Linked DNA regions of Mus musculus: region 2 is linked to region 1. The links are chromatin contacts, called in public Hi-C maps. All regions are on one chromosome and are shown on one strand. The core of a region is the stretch at or near the end of the contact, and the rest is flanking DNA. Distances in the headings are between cores, read along the strand shown.

The links. Hi-C and Micro-C count contacts between places; a contact is called where the count stands out from the background.
Region 2: a Hi-C map of embryonic fibroblasts shows a contact between it and region 1, with 2.9 times the contacts expected there. The contact joins two enhancer-like sites. A contact is called at or near these places in 14 of 39 promoter capture datasets (the 3T3-L1 cell line, 3T3-L1-derived adipocytes, HPC-7-derived erythroid cells and 9 more), 8 of 484 Hi-C or Micro-C datasets (B cells, the F1.1 cell line, LSK cells and 5 more), 2 of 115 datasets of contacts at active chromatin or transcription factors (the NIH/3T3 cell line and extraembryonic endoderm stem cells) and 1 of 9 other capture datasets (embryonic stem cells).

What each region holds. Positions count from the first base shown.
Region 1 is chr2:125,262,592-125,265,484 of GRCm38.p6, forward strand. No RefSeq gene overlaps it. Among named protein-coding and RNA genes, the nearest start is that of Dut, 17 kb to the left of the region's middle. Within about 2 kb of position 1,475, at least 37 of the 459 cell types and tissues checked have an H3K27ac peak or open chromatin away from gene starts, as enhancers often do. A contact at or near this core is called in embryonic fibroblasts, where this site is marked.
Region 2 is chr2:125,469,266-125,472,139 of GRCm38.p6, forward strand. The region is part of intron 4 of Fbn1 (fibrillin 1); the gene reads right to left. Among named protein-coding and RNA genes, the nearest start is that of Fbn1, 36 kb to the right of the region's middle. Within about 2 kb of position 1,561, at least 57 of the 459 cell types and tissues checked have an H3K27ac peak or open chromatin away from gene starts, as enhancers often do. A contact at or near this core is called in embryonic fibroblasts, where this site is marked.

The sequences.
Region 1 (2,893 bases), core at 225-2,724:
TGCATGCCCACATACATGGTTGGCTATCGCCCTCATGGTCCCCAGTGCCCAGTAGCACTGCTACTGTTTCTCTATGTTTCTCTAGTGCTTTATCTCCAAAGTTCTTGTTCATATTTTTTGAGAAGAAAAATGTTTTTTTGTAAGGAAAGAAAACGACAGTTTGCAATTCTTTTTTTTTTTTTTTTTTTGGTTTTTCGAGACAGGGTTTCTCTGTATAGCCCTGGCTGTCCTGGAACTCACTTTGTGGGCCAGGCTGACCTCGAACTCAGAAATCCGCCTGCCCCTGCCTCCCGAGTGCTGGGATTAAAGGCGTGCGCCACCACGCCCGGCTCTACAGTTTGCCATTCTTAACAGTCTTTTTATCAAATAGGTTTTTTTTTATTTCCATCTTAGGAAGATAAAAGACTATTTGAGAATCAAAATAATTAAATATTTGTAAAATACAATATTGAAATTGTCATCCAGAGAAGCAGTTCTCAACCTGTGGGATGTGACCCCTTGGGGTATTTAACGACCCCGTCACAGGGCTTGCATATCAGACATCCTGCATGTCAGATATTTACATTTCGGTGGGAGGTCACCACAGCGTGAGGCTCTGTGCTAGCATTAGGAAGGCTGGGAACCACTGATGCAGAGGCTTTCATCCAGGTGCCCACTAGATGTCACTTTCTGTTTGCTTTTTAACTAAAAAAAAAAAAAAACCAACTCAATTATAAATTGAAGACTCCCAGTGGACCCAAAGCCTGGCAGAAGATGGGATGTAGCAACATTTGAGAGCAAATGGGCAGGAGTTGTTTGAAAAGTGAGATTATGTCCTTAAGGTTTGGCTGGTTGTGGACTTTGTCTAATCGCCCCCTGGCATTAGGAAGGCCGAGAACCCAGCGGGCCCTGCCCTCCTGCTGTGTTGAAACAAAAATGAAAATTATGCCAAGGAACTAGATTTTTCTTCCATTTTCTCTTTTCTTCTTCCCCCTCCCTATTTTAAGGAGAATGTGGCTTTTTCAAGAATTACCCTTTAATGAAATCACTTACAACATTTTAAGATCAAGTCTTCTTTGTTTGAACTTTCTAACCTTAAATTAAAACTGCCTTAATCTTAATTATCTGCGTGAAATGCATGTAGCAGGGACAAGAAGACTTCTAGAACTTTCCCTGGAGTTGTCTGAGGTAACCCACTTCATGTATTTGCCAAAAATCTAATAGCTGGATTCAGTGAAGGCCATGTCCCCAGTGGTTTTGTTTTGTGTCACAGCTGTTTGTTTATTTGTTTTAAGCTGTCATTGTATTTTGGCTGCACGACGGGTTAAATGCCTCGGTATTAGTAAACGTCGCAGGCCTGCCCACTTCCTGTCCCATCAAGTCTCCCCTTGTAAGAATAACAGTGTTCTTTTATTTGGTAGTGCACAGCGTGATGTTTTTGGCATTCCCAACGTTTTTTTGACTTGCAAAATTGTGTGACCTCGAGTGTGAGAGAGCTGAATGCTTTCCTCAGTACCTCACAGGGTTCCAATCTTCAAACGTTTCCTGGTGCAGATGTGAGAGAGCTGGGAGAGAATTATCAGCTTGCTTTGTCATCACAAACAACAACTAGGAATAATTGTCAGTATGTTCCTGAAAGGATGAAGCCCTGAGCACTTGGACTGCTGCTGCTGCTGCCACACTCTCCCAGCTGGCTCCTCTGGACAAAATGTGGCACTTGTATTTGCAGACATTTTATTCAGATCTTTAAAACATATTGTTTTCAAACCAACAGCCATGTTGGGGCTGAGGTTGCATTGCTACTCACGTGGAAGAATGGAAAAAATATCTGTATTGTGTGATCTTACATACCCAGCTCTGGTCTGCTGTCGGGTGGGTTCTGTAAGGCCATTGCACCAGAGGTCTGAACCAAAAGCCACCAGCTGACGCCATTTAAAATGCACCTGGTCTCTCTATCTCTTGGCTTATCTTTTCTTTTTCAGTAATGTGAGCATTATGACAGTGAGCATGTGGCGGACATCTCCTGCACTTAATGAGTGATGGCTGCTAATTATTTACCTCCAGATGTTGGGAACTAATTATATCCTGAAGAAAACAGATGGGGACAACCCAAGGTATCAGGGAGTACATCTCACAGTCACACCTTGGCTGCTCTGCCAGTGTTCTCAAAGTCTCCACCACCGACAAAAGTCTAAGTAATAGGAACTGGTGGAACTTGGTGGTGATAAAGGAACCTGCCAGCAGTCCTTAAGCCTAGAAATAGTTCCAACAGAGGCAAGCAGATCTCTGTGAGTTTGAGGCCACCCTGCTGTACAGAGTGAGTTTCAGGGCAGCCAGAGCTACAGAGAAAAACCCTATTAAAACAAACAAACAAACAAACAAACAAACAAGGTAGTCTTCTACCAAAGACCTTGTGATCAGAGTAACAGACAACAAGCCTCAAGGGTGATGTGGCAGCCATCATTGTAGCTAAAGCCCAGAGACAGCTGTTAACTCAGTCTTCTTGTTAAGCTTTCCTACGACTCCCTGGCCACCAGGTATGTTTTCTTTTCTAGAACCAAGTCCAAGGAGATTTGAATTGTATTACCAGGATTTACCTCATTTGTACCAAACACACACACGCCCCACAGCCAAGGGGAAGCCCTGCTGAGCTGCCCCCTTTATGAAAATCATGAAGTGTGCTGACACGTAGATACTGGTATAGTACACTTTGCAATCTTTACTTTTTATATGAAGTTATAATATGACATAATGAAATGCAAATTATGTTTTAAAGAAAAAGCCAACGTACATTAAAAAAAATCTAGCTTTCGAGTGAGAAATTGTGAAAACCCACTATGATACTTGTCAGTTGCTGGCAGCCTGAGCTTTGTTGGAGAGTGGTAATGCTAGCCAGGCCTGGGAGTCTACTGTC
Region 2 (2,874 bases), core at 311-2,810, 210 kb after region 1:
AGACCTGAGACAGACAGTGATATGCTAATGCAGTGACACACTAAAAGTGGAGTCTTAGAAATATCTGGTAGACCCTCCTATGAGAGATGTCCATAGTCACAGAACATGCTCTCTCCTCTAGCATGTAAGCTATCTTGTGCTGGTAGCATTTTCAAAAGGTCCAGCTGATCCCTAGTTGCTAGAAGCAGTAACTACCCTACCTAGAGGAGACTAAAGGCTTGGCTAAGGGAATCATGAGTCCTGTTGACACTTCTCAATATGAGGCCATAGTTGGAAGCTGGAGTTTTGGCTTTTTTTCTGGTGTGTCCTATGTGTGGGAGTCAATTCCCAGTGGAAATGGCTCAGCAGGGAACAGAGGTCTGTCCCGACTATGCAGAAGCAGGAGTCAATGGGCTCTGAGCACTCTTAAGCTGTCTTCATGGAATGCGCAAGCCAGAGTACTCTTCCCCTTAGAGTACAAGAGAGTCCTCCCCACAGCCAACCTCATCTGTGAGAGGTCCTCGCAGCAGTGCTAAGAAATGACTACTTGGCTATGTGAGGAAAGGACATTTGTCTAAAGAGCTACAAATATTCAGAGGTCAACCTAGCCCGACAGCCGAAAAATGAAAAATTGAACTCCTATTCTTACTGCAGCCTCTCAGACACAAAGAGTTGAAAGTGATCTGCCTTTTCAAGAATCTTGCTCTCTTCCTGGAATGTCATAAAAGGCTCCATTTCTCCTGAGCTAGAAGATCCCTGCACCTCAGCACTCAAAGCCTCTCCAGTAGGGCCCTAAACAACCCATCAGAGCTCCCAGAACAGTCTCCTGACCTGGAAACAGATCATTCGGTCCCCTGACAAATAAATCTGAATGCCTACTATGAGTCATTAAAAATGCAAGGTATTCTGAGGTGGTCCCTTTGTGGAACCCCTCCTAACCTCTCCTGTTTCTTTGTCCCTAGCTCTCGGGGACCAAACTAAAGCTCTCATCAAATCCCACCAGTCTCCATCAGCCTTTAAATGCCTCTCTGTTTCTTTGCTCCTCTCTGACTTCTGCTCTGCCCTCCCTCCCAAGCCAGACGGGAGATGATGAAACCCTGCACATCTGGTTTGATGAGCAGACTGGAAGAGTAACCCAGGTTAAGAAGCTGCCCCGTGTGTCCCAGGTGCCTATATAGCTCTAAGAGGATAATGATTCAAACATTTTAACCTTTTTCCCTCCATCTACAAGCGCTAATAGCTCCCCCTGCTACAGACATCAAGCAAACCATGCAGACAAACGGTTACTTTAGGCTCCATTAAAGCCTCTAAGCCAAATGCTTTTTAACTCTAAAACAATCTACAAGTATAGAAAGGAAAAAATACGCTTAAGGCTTTGGATACTATTCTAAGTGGGTCAGGAAATGGTGTACAATTGCTTTAAAACTCAGTGCTATGCTTAGTTCCATGCTATCTTAGAAAAACAGCAAGGACTGGGAAAGGGCAGGAAATGACGTCATCCTTCGAGCAAACTCAGTGCACAAACTGATTTCAATTAAAGTGGCTCATGCCAAGGCCCGATTTCCATTCCCACACGAGCAACAAAGCCGCTTAGCTACTCTGCAATTTCAAACAAAAAAAGGAAAGAGTGACCAGTGGCTTGCACAGTGGCTTCCCAGTTACTTGTTCAAATTGAAAGTCAGGGCAAAATCTCCTTTCCAGGAAGAACAACTCTGTGTACACTGAAACGTGACAGATCAAAAGCCTCCCTTGATACAGCTTTCATTTCCTTAAACCCCCTCTTTCCAGTTGAAACTTCTCCAGGTTAAAAATATTCTTTCTCCTTTATAAAAAACAAAACCACCCTGTGAGACTTGGAAGGCCAAAAGTCATTGTGAGCCCAGTGGTCACGCTGCCCAGTGGGCCTTGGGGTTATCAGCAGAATGGAGGCCTCCATCACTGCTTTCATAGATGGGTCCTAGAGCTTAAGGAAAAAGTGTTCCTTTAAAAGTGGGAGCAAGCCTGGTATGTGGTTTGTCTGTACAAACACTCAGCACTGGGTAGACTGAGGCTGGCGTGTGGAAGTGTTGGCATACATTCAAGGCTAGCCTGGGCTACAGAGTAAATTCCCATAATCTACAGACTGAGACTTCATCTCAAAAGTTATTTTAGAAGGTGGGTGCAAACCTAGTATCTCTGACAAGGCTTTGCCTTTGCCGCCTAATCTGGAAATTGTTTAGAGGGACCAGACTATGAGTTCTACTCACACTCATAGGATGCAGTATCCATCAATGGATGTGCTAAAAAACCCATGTCAAGACACATGCCTAAACTCAACCCGTATTGAGATTTTACCAGAAACAGAATACTAAGAGAGTCTAAGCAGTCATTGTGCAAGTTGAAGCTGACCTGTGCAGTCAGACCCCTAATGAAAAAGTCCCATTAAAGATGGCCAGAGAACCTCTGATCATTTCACACCAGGATCCACAACCTAGAAGTAACAGACACGGCCCACATTTACCTGCAGCCACAAAAGGTCCCAAATAAGTATTGTATTCATTTCAGAATCGGTCCCTTCAATCACTCAACAAGCACCCACTGAAAATCTTCCATTGAGAAGGTCGCAGGAAGAGCTCAAAGCCTGTCTTTAGAAAGTGCGGTACAAACTCATTAAAATGACTAACTAGAAAGGAATGGCATGCATGCAGCACAGGAAGGGAAAGATGCAGGGCCAACATTTGGATCTCAACATCTCAACCATCACCCTCTAGGCAGGCTCAGCCCCCAGAGAGAGCATTAGGAAATTTTCAAATAAGCAACTGAATGTGTGCTTTAATTTCAGCACTGGGAAAAGCCCAAACAGAAAAATGAAATAGGCAGACCAAACTCTAGCCTCTACACCTGAGACAACAATCC